Regions from separate parts of the Mus musculus genome. Here all the other regions are linked to region 1. The links are chromatin contacts, called in public Hi-C maps. All regions are on one chromosome and are shown on one strand. The core of a region is the stretch at or near the end of the contact, and the rest is flanking DNA. Distances in the headings are between cores, read along the strand shown. Region 1 has its middle 44 kb from the start of Col3a1. Region 2 overlaps Gm51621 (a long non-coding RNA gene). Region 3 has its middle 13 kb from the start of Gm23216.

Evidence for each region. Hi-C and Micro-C count contacts between places; a contact is called where the count stands out from the background.
Region 2: a Hi-C map of uterus shows a contact between it and region 1, with 6 times the contacts expected there. The contact joins two enhancer-like sites. A contact is called at or near these places in 1 of 15 datasets of contacts at CTCF or cohesin (the NIH/3T3 cell line), 6 of 484 Hi-C or Micro-C datasets (the C2C12 cell line, embryonic fibroblasts, embryonic stem cells and 2 more) and 5 of 115 datasets of contacts at active chromatin or transcription factors (cardiomyocytes, embryonic fibroblasts, embryonic stem cells and 2 more).
Region 3: a contact with region 1 is called in a Hi-C map of uterus, with 3 times the contacts expected there. The contact joins two enhancer-like sites. A contact is called at or near these places in 2 of 39 promoter capture datasets (cranial neural crest and pre-B cells), 5 of 484 Hi-C or Micro-C datasets (adipose-derived mesenchymal stem cells, embryonic fibroblasts, muscle stem cells and 1 more) and 2 of 115 datasets of contacts at active chromatin or transcription factors (embryonic fibroblasts and heart atrium).

Annotation. Positions count from the first base shown.
Region 1 is chr1:45,353,011-45,358,042 of GRCm38.p6, reverse strand. No RefSeq gene overlaps it. Among named protein-coding and RNA genes, the nearest start is that of Col3a1, 44 kb to the right of the region's middle. Within about 2 kb of position 2,857, at least 52 of the 459 cell types and tissues checked have an H3K27ac peak or open chromatin away from gene starts, as enhancers often do. A contact at or near this core is called in embryonic fibroblasts, heart atrium, muscle stem cells and 1 more, where this site is marked.
Region 2 is chr1:45,759,584-45,764,615 of GRCm38.p6, reverse strand. All of the region lies in intron 1 of Gm51621 (a long non-coding RNA gene), which reads left to right. Among named protein-coding and RNA genes, the nearest start is that of Gm51621, 3.0 kb to the left of the region's middle. Within about 2 kb of position 3,000, at least 61 of the 459 cell types and tissues checked have an H3K27ac peak or open chromatin away from gene starts, as enhancers often do. A contact at or near this core is called in embryonic fibroblasts and uterus, where this site is marked.
Region 3 is chr1:45,670,314-45,675,345 of GRCm38.p6, reverse strand. No RefSeq gene overlaps it. Among named protein-coding and RNA genes, the nearest start is that of Gm23216, 13 kb to the left of the region's middle. Within about 2 kb of position 2,420, at least 50 of the 459 cell types and tissues checked have an H3K27ac peak or open chromatin away from gene starts, as enhancers often do. A contact at or near this core is called in heart atrium, muscle stem cells and uterus, where this site is marked.

The sequences.
Region 1 (5,032 bases), core at 1,608-4,107:
ACATGTCTTGGCCTCCATAATTTCTCTCGCTGTTTCCTTCCATACAGCTCCGGCACCCCACTCAGGAACCCAGTTAGTGTGGCCGCAGGCAGCTTACACTGAGATTCCACATTATACCAGTCAGAATGCCTAAGATCAAAAACTCAGGTAACAGATCAGGATATGGTGAAAGAGGAACACTTCTTCATTGCTGGTGAGATTGCAAGCTGGTACAAGCACTCAGTTTGGACATTCCTCAGAAAAGTGGAAATAGTTCTTCCTAAGGACCCAGATATACCACTCCTGGGCATATACCCAGAAGATGCTTCAACATATAACAAGGACACCTGCTTCACTATGCTCATAGTACTCACTAATAAGTGAGGGAGCAGTTCAGGTATGTGAGGAAATATAGGAGTAGTACAGAAGGTCAGGAATTTCAAAGTAGGTGTGTAGCAGTGGGGAAACTCTGGTTAGCCACTAGAAAGTCTCAGATGCCAGGGACCCAAGAGGTTCCCAGGACCCAACAGGAAGACATTAGCTGAAATACCCAACAAAGTGGAGAGAGAACCTGTAGAGACCATATCTAATGGGTAGGCACAGCTCCCAGTTGAGGAATGGGCCACCTACCTACCTCAAAAATATTAATATGAATTCCTCCTGTCAAAAGGAAATCCAGGGAGTGAAGTAGAACCTAAAGGAAAGGCCATCCAGAGACTGCCCCACCTAGGGATCCATCCCATCTGCTGGCACCAAACCCAGACACTACTGCTGATGCCAATAAGTGCTTACTGACAGGAGACTGGTATAGCTGTCCCCGAGAGGCTCTGCCAGAGACTGACTAACACAGATGTGGATGTATGCAGTCAAACATATATGTATGCAGTGCAGAACCCCAATGGAGAAGTTAGGGCAAGGACTGTAGGAGCTGAAGTGGTTTGTGACCCTATAGGAAGATCAACAATATCAACCAACCAGTTCCTGCAAAGCTCCCAGGGACTAAACTACCAACCAAAGAGTACACATGGGAGGATCTATGGCTCCAGCTAGATATGTACCAGAGGATTGCCTTAGCAGGCATCACTGGGAGGGGAGCCCCTTGGTTCTTTGGAGGCTCCACTACCCAGGGTAGGGGAATGATAGGACGCTGAGGCAGGAGTGGGTGGGTGAGGGGAGTGGGAAGCACCCTCATAGAGGCAGGGAGGAGGGGGAAGAGGATGGGAGCTTGTGGAGGGGAAAGTGGGAAGGGGGTAACATTTGAAATGTGAACAAAATAACCAATAAACGTTAAAAAATTAAATGGAGACTCAAGTAGAGGAAGACAGGACTGTGGGTGGTAATGTGAACAATTTTCTCACTTATAAAGAAAGGCAGTTGGAGATTCAGAATGACTACAATTGTTAGTTTAATGTGGAAAAAAAATGTAACGTGAATTGGAAACATCTGTATTCAGAATTGAAGCTCTAAGGGTCAAGAGAATCCAGAGGTCCAGAGCACTGTGAGTCCTCTTACAGGTTTCTTTGTGTGATGTTGACCCTGGAAGGCTCTGAAGAACAGCTATGGTCTTGACTTCAGAGAGACTTTTCTGGCTCTAGTGAAAGCAAATTCAAGAGAAAATTTGAAAACCAGACTCATTTGTTTTATCATAACAGCAATGGTATCTGCCTCCTGTTTCATTTCCTTTTTGTCCCTATAGCCTCTGTCAGTTTTCAAAATTAAATCTTCCTATTTTTAAGTTAAACTCTGAAGTCTCAACCCAGCTTTGCCCACATTATCCTTTCATAAGTATCTTGCCCCATAACTGTATGTTCTGTTCTCTGAGGTCATTGTTTTTGAGACAGCTGATTTCATCGGCCATCTGTACAAGGATACTTTCCACATGTTCTTAGCTACCCCTTGACCTACTATTCTCCAATTAGTCACACATTTCATCATGTTCAGCCACCCTTCCAAATGAATCACTTTCGTGTCTAAGTGCCACGTAGGAGGCTGTGAGAAAGCCTAGAGTGGAGCAACTTTGCACTTAATGTTTCTTTTAAGGAGACCTCGCCCACATGGCTGTTGAAGACATGACTTCAGTTGACTATTCTCTTGTTCATCCTATTTCACAGCATATGTCTCTATGCTTTTTGACTCTTTCTCAGAATAAGTCCTTGAAGAAATGTGCTGCATTCCTTGCTCTGAGGGTTGTGACATCTTTTCCTGTAAATTGTCCTTTGTCTTTCTTCCATCATAAATATTGCTGTTTTTATGCTTTGTTCCCTTTGAAACTCATTCTGAATCCCCAGTGTGTGATATTAAAAGATGAGCTTAGGTCAAATCGCCTTCCAAGTCAGTGGTTCTCAACCTTTCTAATGTCAATGACACTTTAACACAGCTCTTCATGTTGTGGTGTCCCCCAACCATAAAATAATTTCGTTGCAACTTTATAACTATAATTTTGCTATGAATTATGCCAAGAACCAAATTTACATGCTAAGCTAAATCATTTAGAACACAGAGCCTCTTCTACTCATAAAGATCACATCTTATTATGGGGCCTAAAAAAGCCTTTAAAGCCACATTCTGGTCCAGAGGTCCACCTGGATCAAGTTTTTTTTAAGTCTCTAGTCTTATTTAGCTCACTGGACTGTAAAACATTGTTGCATCTGGCATGACCTATCTCCTCAATAATCTATGTCTTTCCTCTATTGTATCCCAGGTTCTGATATTCATAAAGATCTCAGATGACAAGCAAGTGTCCCTGCTGGCTTCTATGAGTCCATTCATCAGAGACTGACTTCCCTAGTTTCATCTCAGGTTATGCAGCCTTTGCTTCAAAGAGGAATGTGAAGTCATAGCACACACTTAAAGAGCAAGCAGACTGATCCTATCTCCCTCCACGAGTCACAGTCCCATGAGCCAGGCTGTGAGGACTTGTGTTATTCCTTGTTTAAAAGTCAAGCACTATGCATGCTGATTCGTTTGTAATTATCAGATATTTCTTATGCTGGGGGCATAGGTTAGGTTTCTGTGTGTCTTTTCAACTATGATTTCCATTTCTTTTGTATTAAAGTGCAGAACTTAGTGGAGTCTTAAAGGCTGTCTACATTCCTCTCTTCCCACTATTGGCCTAGGTTTCAAGGTTTTAAATTAGAGGAAGCACATATCTCATAGGTCTTCTTTTTCCTTGCCAACTATGAGGAACAACAAGCAAACATCTCCATTTCATCCCGCTATCCTTTTATTTTTTCCTGTCAAATCAGACATGGATGCAGGTCTCTTTTCCATTGTAATTCCTCCCCTTTGTGGAAAGTTCTTACGGTATAGACAGCTGAGCCTCAGTTTTTGGTCTTATTATCCATAACTCAGGCGACTCAGCAGCCTTCATGGTCTGCATACAGTCAAATATACATGTACTTCTCAGGAACTATTTTCATTGTACTCAATATAAGTCATTTGAGGTGCATTCTTATATTTGTTTGACAGATTTATTCATCAAGGAAAAAATGCCACCCAATACCATGTAAAAAAATAAAATTAAATAAAAGAAAAACAGGTTTTAGAGTTCCCCTGAAGACATTTTACTTTCCAAAGGATAATCCTTGTATTTGTGTCTCACTAACCATCATATGGAGCATACAACTGCCAATATAACAACAAAATTACAATCTCCCATCATACACTTACTATCTTCAGGTAGAGGAATCTCAGTTGCCCATGATGTTATCCATGCAATGGCTCTTACCTAACATGTCTTTGGGTCTGTCAACACCACTTTGTGCATTGATTGCATTATATGACTTTTTTGGTAGAGACATGAACAGATATTTATTCATCTAAAAGGAGGTACTGAGAATAAGTGGATATTAGCCTGAAAGCTCGAAATACCCAAGATACAATTCACAGACCATGTGAATCTCAAGAAGGAAGACCAAAGTGTGGATGCTTCAGTCCTTCTTAGAAGGGGGAACAAAATACTCATGGGAGGAAATACTGAAAGTGTGGAGCATTAAAGAAAAGACCATCCAGAGACTGACCCACCTGGGGATCCATCCCATATACAGACACCAAACCTAGACTCTATTGTGGATGCCAAGAAGTGCTTGCTGACAGAATCCTGATATAGCTGTCTTCTGAGACTATGCTAGAACCTGGCAAATAGAAAGGAGATGCTCACAGCCAACCACTGGACCTGAGCAAAGGGTCCCCAATGGAGTAGCTAGAGAAAGGACTGAAGGAGCTGAAGAGGTTTGTAATCCATAGAAAGAATAACAATATCAACCAACCAAAACCCCCCAGAGCTCCCAGGAACTAAACCACCAACCAAAGAGTACACATGGAGGGACCCATGGCTCCAGCTACATAAGTAGCAGAGGATGGCCTTATCAGACTTCAATGGGAGGAGAAGCCCTTGGTCCTGGGAAGGCTTGTTGCTCCAGTGTAGGGGAATGCCAGTGCACAGAGTTGAAGTGGGTGGGTAGAAGGGTGAGCACCCTCAGAGAAGGAGTGGGGAGGGAGGATGGGATATCAGGTTTCTGGAGTGGAAACCAGGAAAGGGGATACCATCTGAAATGTAAATAAATTATATATATCAGACCAAAGAAAGATTTTACTGAAATCCCACTTGAAGAGCCAATGGTTGTATTAAAATCACATACAAAAACATCATTTAAGATTACTGACATGTGCATGGATGGCCCAAAAGCAACAGTATCACCACACTGCTCGCTGCAGCATGTAAGAAAGCTCACAAAAGCAGCATGGCTAGAAGTCTATGCCCAACTTGCTGGCTGCTCCATGGAATTCAATTGTTTGCTTGTTGTTATATGACTTGTAGCTGGAGCCTCATGAATTTTCCGAGTTTTAATATATCATAGTTCCAAAATGTGAAGAGCAAGCATTGTTTGTTTATCATCTATTCCACTCCACTGTCACTTGTCCCTTCCATGCTCTTGACTTTCCTTTACTGCCTTTGGATCATTGTGATAGTTTGTAGGTCTTGTATATATTTTCTCCTTTTAGATTCAATAGATTGATGGTCTCAATTACTTCCTGGTATCAATGATAGGTA
Region 2 (5,032 bases), core at 1,751-4,250, 410 kb before region 1:
GAATGAGTCTCTCTCTTCCTCTCTCTCTCTCTCTCTCTCTCTCTCTCTCTCTCTCTCTGTGTGTGTGTGTGTGTGTGTGTGTGTGTGACGAATATATGAGTCCATTTAGCTTTGTTCAGATGTATGTATGTTTAGGGCTGACACCTTGGTTGGATAGAAGATTCTTGTTCATAAAGAGCATTGAATGGTACAGTGATGAAACACATAGAAATAAACCATAATTAAAATCTCTGACAGGAAAGAAGCAGTATTCTTTCTGAGGTACTAAGAAGCACTTGATGCTGTGGTTTGGGGATTTAAAGAGAGGGGAGCTGCCCTGGCAAATGAAGGCAGAATAGTTTCCTGGTAGACAAATAAAATGTGCAATAGCTTATGGAGCACAGATCAAGCTCTGATATGGGTTCCTAAAGCTTTCCCAAGGCTCCATGGAGATGACATGATGAGAGCTGAAAAGCAGATGAGGCCAACAGTCATGCTGAAAAAAACTAGAAATAGGAAAATAAAACTTTCTTGAATTAAAAACAAAGAATTAGAACTTTAAAGTATATTGATTTATGTTATTACTAGATAATTATGTAGAACTTTCCATAATGAAAATTTAAATATCTGTATCAATAATGTGTTACTTTCTAATTGCATATAATAAAATATATGAGGAGATTAAAAATTTAGACACTATCATGTGTATTAACACAAGTTTTGTGTTGTTATAGACTTGATCTTATCCCAAAGGTTGAGAACTGACTGCTTTGTTATATAAACATTGAAAAAAACCCATTCATTTATAATTAATCATTCAAGTTCACCTATAGCTTCTTAATTCGGAAGCTAAATTTTAGTAAAGAATGTTGCAGTACCCAGAAATAGTGCTGTACTAGAGGGGAAAGGACCACTTGGCATTTCTCAGTGTCTAGTTTGATGAGTGCATGGTAGGTATATTACCCACAACCAAGGAACACCTCGAGTACCCAGACAGAATGTTCCTTGCAAAGTAAAACCAAATTTACAATGTTCAAAAATAAATTTTTGAAACCCAATTCAAACTTGGGTTTTGTATTGCTTGTTTTGTATTTATTTCAGTCTCAAATCAGGTATCTTTGAGTCTTGAATGCCTGAAAGAGAAGCAAGTTATTGTTGGGACTCTTTCTGGACATCTCTAAAAAGCGTTAGAAACTCATTCTTATTTTATGTATCTGCTTCTAAGTTAGGAAAAGAACTCTTTGTTTGCTCACTTTTATTTAGTGCCTGACACCAAACTTGATTTAGGTTTTGCTTTTTCTGCCTGAATTATAATTATAATACAAATGTGCTTTATGCATGCTTGCCTTTTCAAAGTTTCCATAAACCATGGCTTGGGATAGAAAACAATTTCAAAATTCTGTAGGTTTTCTAGTTTGATCTAATGATTTCATAACCCATGAACCTCCTATTATTTAACTTACGGAAGTCTCTGAAAAATGATAGGTCCATTAAATATTTTTGTCACATTTTCAGTCCTAGAAAAGGGTATTTTAAAGTTTATGTTTTACTTTTTTCAAAAATGATTTTACATCTTAGCAGTAAAGGATAAGTTTGAAGCAATTAAGGGCTAGGGAAATCTGTTTTTTTTTTTTTTTGTTTGTTTGTTTGTTTGTTTGTTTTTTTGGTAATTATTAGTTTGCTATTCTCTCTCCCAATACGAAGTAGAAAACTAACTCTCATGTTAATGATTTCTCAGAGCTAGTATGAATTAATGAACTCACTCCGTAGACCAGGCTGGCCTCGGACTCAGAAATCTACCTGCCTCTGTCTCCCAAGTGCTGGGATTAAAGGCGTGTACTACCACTTCCCGGCTTGATTCTTTAGTTTTAATTGGGCAGTTAGACATGTATTTCCTGTGGACTAGGGTACATAGCCTAGTAGTAAAGGTAGGGCAATAAAAATCAGAGTGTAAGGTAATTTCTATAAGTCCATGACATCAGAATCTATCTGGTGCCATTTTGCTAGCAAAATTTTGTCTTGAAACAAACACAACAACTATCACAACAAAACCAAAAATACAAAGGAAGTATATCTCTGGGTAAGAATAGACACCGGGAAGTAAAAGGTTCTACATAAGACTTCACTTTTCGAAGAAAGTGAAGACCAATGCAGGTTCTCAGATCAATGACCGCATCAGGAAAACGACCTTTGCAGAACATTTGGTTGGAGCTCTCTCAGTTATTCTACTCGGCTTTATTATTTCCAGGTTAAGTTTCTTCAACAAAATTTGAAAGGATCAGTTAAATAAAGAATCCAATTTGTTATTTCAAAACACTGCTGCCTCACCAATATGCCTGGCTATCTCAGGACAGTGTGAGTGGATAGTGTTACAGTTTACACAAAATGCCCTGGCCACATGTGCATCTGTGACCTTGTTCTACAGGAAGTCAGTGACATGGGCACGGTGAATCTATCCTTCACGGCTTCTATTCAACATCCAGAAAAGTAATGCAAAGCAAAGGTGATGATGAAGGTATATAGGAGTCCTAGAAGTCATGTCACTTCACCTTAGGCATTACTATTAAAGGCAACCATAGTCACTAGGGTTATTCTCTTTATGTTTCATACCATATAAAGAGCAGTTGCAGATTTTTCAAGTCTGATTTGAATGTAGTATGTCAATTCTTTTTTTCATATTAATACTATCTATGCATTTACTTTTCTCAATATCACACTCTCTGAGAGGAAAAGAAAAAAAAGTGGCCATGGTCAGGCACAATAGTGCATGTGTGTGTGTGTATGTATATGTATGTGTGTATGTATGCATGTGTGTATGTGTGTGTGTGTGTACTTGGCAGGTATATATTTGGCAGTGTGTTCAAAGTAATGGCTATGTTTGAAGTAACTTGCCTAAGAAAACTTCAGCTTAAGCCAGAGCCCCTGTAACTCATTTTTACTTGGGTTAATATTCACTTGCCTTTGTTCTTGCTGGGGCAGGAAGATTAGGGGCTTTCTGACAGGCAGTGTGGGACTTGTTAGATAACTGCCTAAACAACCCAGTGCAGTCCCTGCGCCACCCCAGATTAGAGTGGATTCTATCTTGATCTGTAAACTAAACATTTGCATTTGGAACAGGGGGAGCTCAAGTCTGGCTTGTCTAATCTTGGTTTGAGCACCCTTAAGTAACTTGCTTGATTTTCACCACCAAGCACATTGCTTGCTGGGTAAAAGATCTTTCATTTGCCATAACAAGATCTGGAGCTTAAGTTGCAATTGCTGGGAAGGCAGCTTTAATGTTTTCCTTTCCCATGAAAATGAAAACCAGAGAAAACTGTTTCCTGATTACACATCAACATTACAAATGTCTTATGGCAAAGAAAGATGAGCCTGGTTTGTGCAGAGCAACAGTGTGGGTGAACGATGAGGCCTCTGCAGTATGCCTGAGACTTTATTTTTTGCTTTAGAAGGAAATTCTCTTTCCACTAGAATTATGTCTCTGGGTGGGTGATTCATAAACAGAGGACCTGGGAAAGGATTCTGTCTCTTGAACCTATTTACAGTTTTAATCATAGCCAGCTGCTCAGTTGCTGGAGGAGTTTAGATTTTGCAAAGGCATTAGGAGTTTTATCTTTTGTGCTTAAAACTTTAGATCGAGGTCACGTTAAGATGTTGGTCAGTAAATAACTTAAAACCTTTCTTAAGAATGTGGACATTCCTTTTCAATGCACAGGGAGGCAGTTTTAAGGTATTCTAAACTCAGCGTGGTAGAGTTTAAAACCCTTTTCTTTGATGCAAAACAGCTGCAGCCCTGTTTTGAGTGGCAGAAACATTGCCTCTGCCTCTCTGTCTTCTTACACTTTCCAGGCTCAAGGCAAAGGATTAAGAAATTTAACATTTTTCTTCTTGTCAGGCACATTCACAGCCATTGCCTTTACAGCTAAATGGTACTTTTAAAGAAAAGGAATTTCAATTTATACTTAAGCCCAATAGCCTAAAGACAGTAGGAAAACATTAACCTCTTAAGAATGTTGCAGAGGTTGAAAATATTTTCATAGTGTAGGCATTATCAAACCTCCAAACATTTTCTGCTGAATGTGACCTTAACCAACACACTGGCCTATACATGTCCAGTCTTATTTATCCTTAGAATTTACTACTAGTACTAATATTTATTTTATGTGTATGGTTGTTTTCCCTGTATGTATGCATGTGCAGTATGTGTGTGCCCCATGCCCTTAGAGTTCCCAAGAGGGCACCAGATCCCCTGAGACTGGAATTGTGCTGATTGTAAGCCACCATATTGGTGGTGAGAACAGAACCCAAGAACTATAGATAACCACTCTAACTACTATTAACCACTCTAACTCCAAATAACTCTGCTCAGTAGTTATTTGAGCTGAGACAGGAGGCCAATTCCATTTCTCACTTAGCTTACAGAAAAAAGACTTTAGAGTTCAATTTCTCTCAATGCTTTATTGATGATTGGTCTATATGATGCTTGTCTCAACACAGTGAAAAGGTGATCATTGGCATTACAATGATGAATGCCCCATGTCTTAGAAACTCCATTAACAGATGAATAGCTACTTCTGAACAGCACCCTTCACAAATACATATGGAAAATACCCATATACATGTAAAACACACATACACACACACACACACTATTGATAATGCCTACACTATGAAAATACACACACACACACACACACACACACACTATTGATAATGCCTACACTATGAAAATACACACACACACACACACACTATTGATAATGCCTACACTATGAAAATACAGATACACACACACACACACACACACACACACACACACGTAAGCCTTTTCTTTTTCAATTACTTTACCAGCTGTGTACCTTGAGGCCAAGCTGGGCCAATTATATTTACTTACAGATGGTTTCCCCATGGAAATTTTCTTGTAAGAGTTAAATGATTGCATCTTCTGGGAGAACTTGATCTTATATTAAGTTAAAGAATATATTAAGGAGTATGGGGATAAGATTATAATTTGTAGCAAAATATGCTAAAGCGAATGTTTAGAAATGTAAAAACA
Region 3 (5,032 bases), core at 1,171-3,670, 320 kb before region 1:
ATGTGTGGTTGCCTGCACGTCTGTTTGTGCATCACACATGTGCCGGATGCCCACAGAGGCCAGAAGAGGGAGTAGCAGCCATGTATGTGCTGGGAACTGAACCCTGGTATGTCACAAGAACCACACGTGCTCTTAACTGAGCCATCTCTCTAGCTTCACTTACCTGCCTCTTAAAATTAGGCTGATTTGTAAGTATGTTCCTTGTGATGAGTAATTGGAGAATTTATTCACAAATGAAGAACAAATGTTTATAACAGAGATGAATCAACTAGGTAATAACAAGACCACACAGTACTTTGGTATAAAATCTAATTTGGCTGCTAGTACTCATTTTTTTTTCTTCTATGGGTCCACTCTTGTATCTGGCTTTTTTTTTTAAGACTATCTTTCCCTGTAATTTTCCAAAGGCAATTTTCTTTCACTGAAAACATCAGTGAGTAAATCTGCAATTATTGACCACTTTTGAAGGCTGCTGATGGTTTTGCGATCTGATGGAAGAGGTAAGTGTGCTCTAATGGAAAGTTAGAGTGTTTTCTGCTCTATACAGATACTATAACCTAAAGTATGGCTAAAGCCAAGTCACTGCCTCAAATTAAGGAAACCTCAGAAATATTGTTCATAGTATTAATTAATTGTTCACATTATTTATAAACCAGTACCATCAACCAGTACTTATTGAATATTCCCTTATACCAAATACAACTCTGAATATTGTAGCAGACATCAGCTAGACATCCAAATTGGTACAACACACAGTGACACATAGATAGGGATTTTTCCAACTTTGGTTTTAGTATCATTCTGCATTCAGTTAATAAAAACATTTTCTTTAAGTTGAATATGACTTTTATATATCATTTGTTCTATCATTTACTGCATTTAATCTTTAGAAAACTACTCTTTTAGTCTGTTTTCTGAAAGAAAAGCTTTCTTTCTTGAATGCTTTTGCCCCAGAGCTTCTGTAATGTCACTTCAGGTTTGTATGGACTAGCTGAATTTCATGCCCAAACAGCTGCATTTTCTTTGTGCAGGCACATGTGTGTATTAAGGTACAGGCAGACAATGCATAATGATGCTAGAATATATGGCTTTTATGTTTTAGGAGGGCTAGGGTATGGTCCAAAATATGAGAAATTAAGATAATTTATGACAGGGAGTGGCAGGAGATTATCTTACTTATTGACTCCATGTTTTCTGACTCTGGGAAATTCCTTGTATTTTCTGAGGCTTGTTTTCCTTGTCTTTGGAATACTGTGAATACCAGAAATAATATTTGTTGAGCACCTTGTAGAGGGAAATCATAGTTTGCACTAAACGCGTAGCTAATAACAGAATCAACGACTGGGGGTTAGCAGGGAGAGTAAGATCTTCCTGCCAGAGGCAAGAATCTGTGAGGTGCACATGGATACTCCATGTTTCTGTCCTCCACAGCAAACCAGATCATCTATGAGGTGCACGTGGAGACTCCACAGTTCTGTCATCCACAATAGACCCAGCTGGTGCAGTCTGCATGTAGCTATAAGATGAATTCATAAGCAGGTAATCCATCTGCCATCCTACATATAGTCCAATCTTTTCATTTTTGCAGCACTGGAACATGAGGCCCAGAGAAGTATAATTTGCTCAAAATGCCACATTAAGTATGGCAGAAATCTTTGAAAAGAACTACAAACTCAGGAATTCTTTAATACAAATATTGGTTGTGCTCACCTGCTTTCACAGTAACTGAATTCATTATCATTCTGCATTTTTATAAACGAGAACCGAACTCCTTTTTCTTTCATATCTTTTGCTCTACAGAATTGAGTCACATTGAACATTTTATACTGGCAGTTATTATTTTAAATGTGATGTCTGATTCAAACCTTATGTTCATTAGCTTTCAGAAAAGTAAAAAAAAAAAAAAAAAAAAATGCCCGAGGGTCAGCAGATGTTGAAGGACGTAGGTAGACAGATAATTAGGAAGTGGTTTTCTAAGTAAGGGTTACCCTAAAATTTTATGCACACTCTCCTTTGATCTTTGGACTTTTTTCTCTTTGGCCTGCGTATGATGCTGGAATCCACTGTAGCTGGCAATGGTTTAATTAATCCTTTTCACGGAAAAGTTCATGTTTGCTAACAACTACAGAATTCATTTGAATTTACTTAGCTAAAGGGGAACATGATGAAGAACGATAGAGTGAGGTCTTTGTCTCATCACTTACAACTCAGCCTCCACTGTTTTTGTTTGTTTTAGTTACATTTTCAAACATTCCCATTTTCCCATGTTCTGTGCTCGCCTTGGGAAACCTTCTAATAGCATAAACGACAAACAGGAGTTCCTGCCTGCTGACTCATCAGTTCGGTTTGGCAGGACTCTACTTGCAAATGCTGCAGCAGGCCACTTTCAGAGTAAGTCCCTGGCAGCAGATGTCACTGTTGGTCTGTCTAACTCTGGGGCCTTTCCTCACTAGTGGAGCTCATGAGCCTGACCTAGTCAAGCCTATATTTCAGGGAGCATGGTTTTATGAAACATTTAATAGTGGCTCGTGGGACTGATTTAAGAGTCATGTCTCGATCTTGTTTCATTACACAGTATTTTAAATACTGTTATTTTTCACTTTTGCTTCCTATGTTCTGGGGAATCAAATTCAGTACCCTTGCATGCTAGGCAAACATTCTGCCACTGACTTATACCCTGCACCCTTGTTTATTTTGAGACTGAGTTTCACTGTGCATTCCAGATTGGTCTTGAAATCTTGGCTCAGCCTTGTGAGTGTTGGGGTTACATATGTGCAACACTAGCCTCCATTTTTAATAGAGATCTTTTCTATTAACTTGAAATGTTTTTCCTTTCTTCTCTCTTGGTTCATGTTGTATATTTTATTTTTGAGGATTTATTTATTTTATGTACATGAGTACTCTATAGCTGTCAGACTCACCAGAAGAGGGCATCGAATCCCATTACAGCTGGTTGTGAGACACCATGTGGTTGCTGGGAATTGAACTCAGAACCTCTGGAAGAGCAGTCAGTGCTCTTAACTGCTGAGTCATCTCTCCAGCCCCGTGTGTATTAAGAATGGAACATCTCTCCTTCTTTTCTCTCAACTGTGCTCATTTGCTCATGTGTAAATCCCTTGATGACCCATTCTGTAAGAGATTTTTTTTCAACATCAGTTTTGTACCCACAGTTTTACTTAGTTTTGTGAGCTGTCTATCTATACTGTCTGTTAACCTCTCACATTCTTTCTTCTACTTACTCTTCTCTGGGATTCCAGGACAGTGACCTTAGAAGTCACATACCTCAGACTCAGCTTTCTGAAAGCGTTGAGTAAGACTTGATACTGCAATGTGAGAGTGGGAGAGGGGGCAAGGCATTCTCCAGTCTCTATTTTACTATTCTGTTCAACCACTAAGCATCAGTTTGTGATGGTAGCTGTAGGGTAGTCCCAGCCTCTTGCTTCTATTGGCACTTCTATAAGAAGTCTCATAATTTTCTCTCAGAGGAACCCACTGCCGGCAGCAGCATACATCCTTTCTTCATAGTACCAGATGTGAGGCACCTCCTGCTATCTCCTAGGTTCTGTTTATCTTTACCCTTTGTTTCCTGTGTCTCAGGTCTGTAACTGCTTCCTAAGTTAACTCTGTGTCTCTAACCTCCATTAAAACTCTGTGTTGAAAACCATGGTTTTCTTTTTTCTTTCTTCATGACTTGTTTTTAACGTAAAAAAAAAAATATATATATATATATATATATAAAGTAGCAACATCACATCATGTTTTGATTAATATTTTTTCTGCTTGTTACACTTACAGTTTGTAGGTTGAACTCTAGGTATTTTGTACTTTTTGGCTAATATCCACTTATCGATGAGTACATACTATGCATGTCCTTTGGGTCTGAGTTACCTCACTCAGGATGGTATTTCCTAGTTCCATCCATTTGCCTGCAAAATTCATGATGTTCTCATACTTTAAAAAAAATGATTATTTTATTTATTTACACTTCAAATGTTATCCCCTTTCCCTGTTTCTCCTCTGCAAACACCCTATCCCATTCCCCCTTACCTTGCTTCTATGAGGGTGCCTCCATACCCACCCACACCGGCCTCACCAACCTAACATTCCTCATACTGGGGCAACAAGCCTTCACAGGAACAAGGACCTGCCCTACCATTGATACCAGATAAGGCTCCTTCAGCTCCTTTAGTCCTTCTTCTAACTCCTCCATTGGGGTCCCCGTGCTCAGTCCAATGGTTGGCTGCAAGCATCCAGATCTGTTCTGTCAGGATCTCTCAGAGCCTCTCTGGAGACAGTTGTATCAGGCCCCTGTCAGCAAGTACTTCTTGGAATCCACAATAGCCTCTGAGTTTCGTAACTATATATGGGATGGATCCCCAGGTGGGGCAGACTTTGGCTGGCCTTTCCTTCAGTCTCTGCCCCACATTGTCTTTGTGTCTCCACCCGTGGGTGTTTTGTTCTTCCTTCTAAGAAGGACCAAAGCCTCCACACTTTGGTCTTCCTTCTTCTTGGACTTTACGTGGCCTGTGAATTGTATCTTGGGTATTATGAGCTTTTGGGCTACTATCCACTTATCACTCAGTACATACCATGTGTGTTCTTTTGTGATTAGGTTAACTCACTCAGAATGATATTTTCTAGTTCCATCCATTTGCCTAAGACTTTCATGAAGTCATTTTATTTAATAGCTGAGTAGTACTCCATTGTGTAAATGAGCCACATTTTCTGTATCCATTCCTCTGTTCAAGGACATCTGGGTTCTTTCCAGCTTCTGGCTATTATAAATAAGGCTGCTATGAACATAGTGGAGCATGTGACCTTGGAACATTTTTTGGGTATATGCCCAGGAGTGGTAATATGGCTGTTTAAATAATTTCTAAAACATAATTACACTGATTGACATGCTAAAGTGGGTGGGAAAATCTCACAAGGACCCAGGTCCTAGACCCATAGAAGAACTACTACAGGCTAGTGTTTGCTGAATAACATGAAATCAGTCTTCTCCAAGGACCAGCCATTGATGTGTGATCCA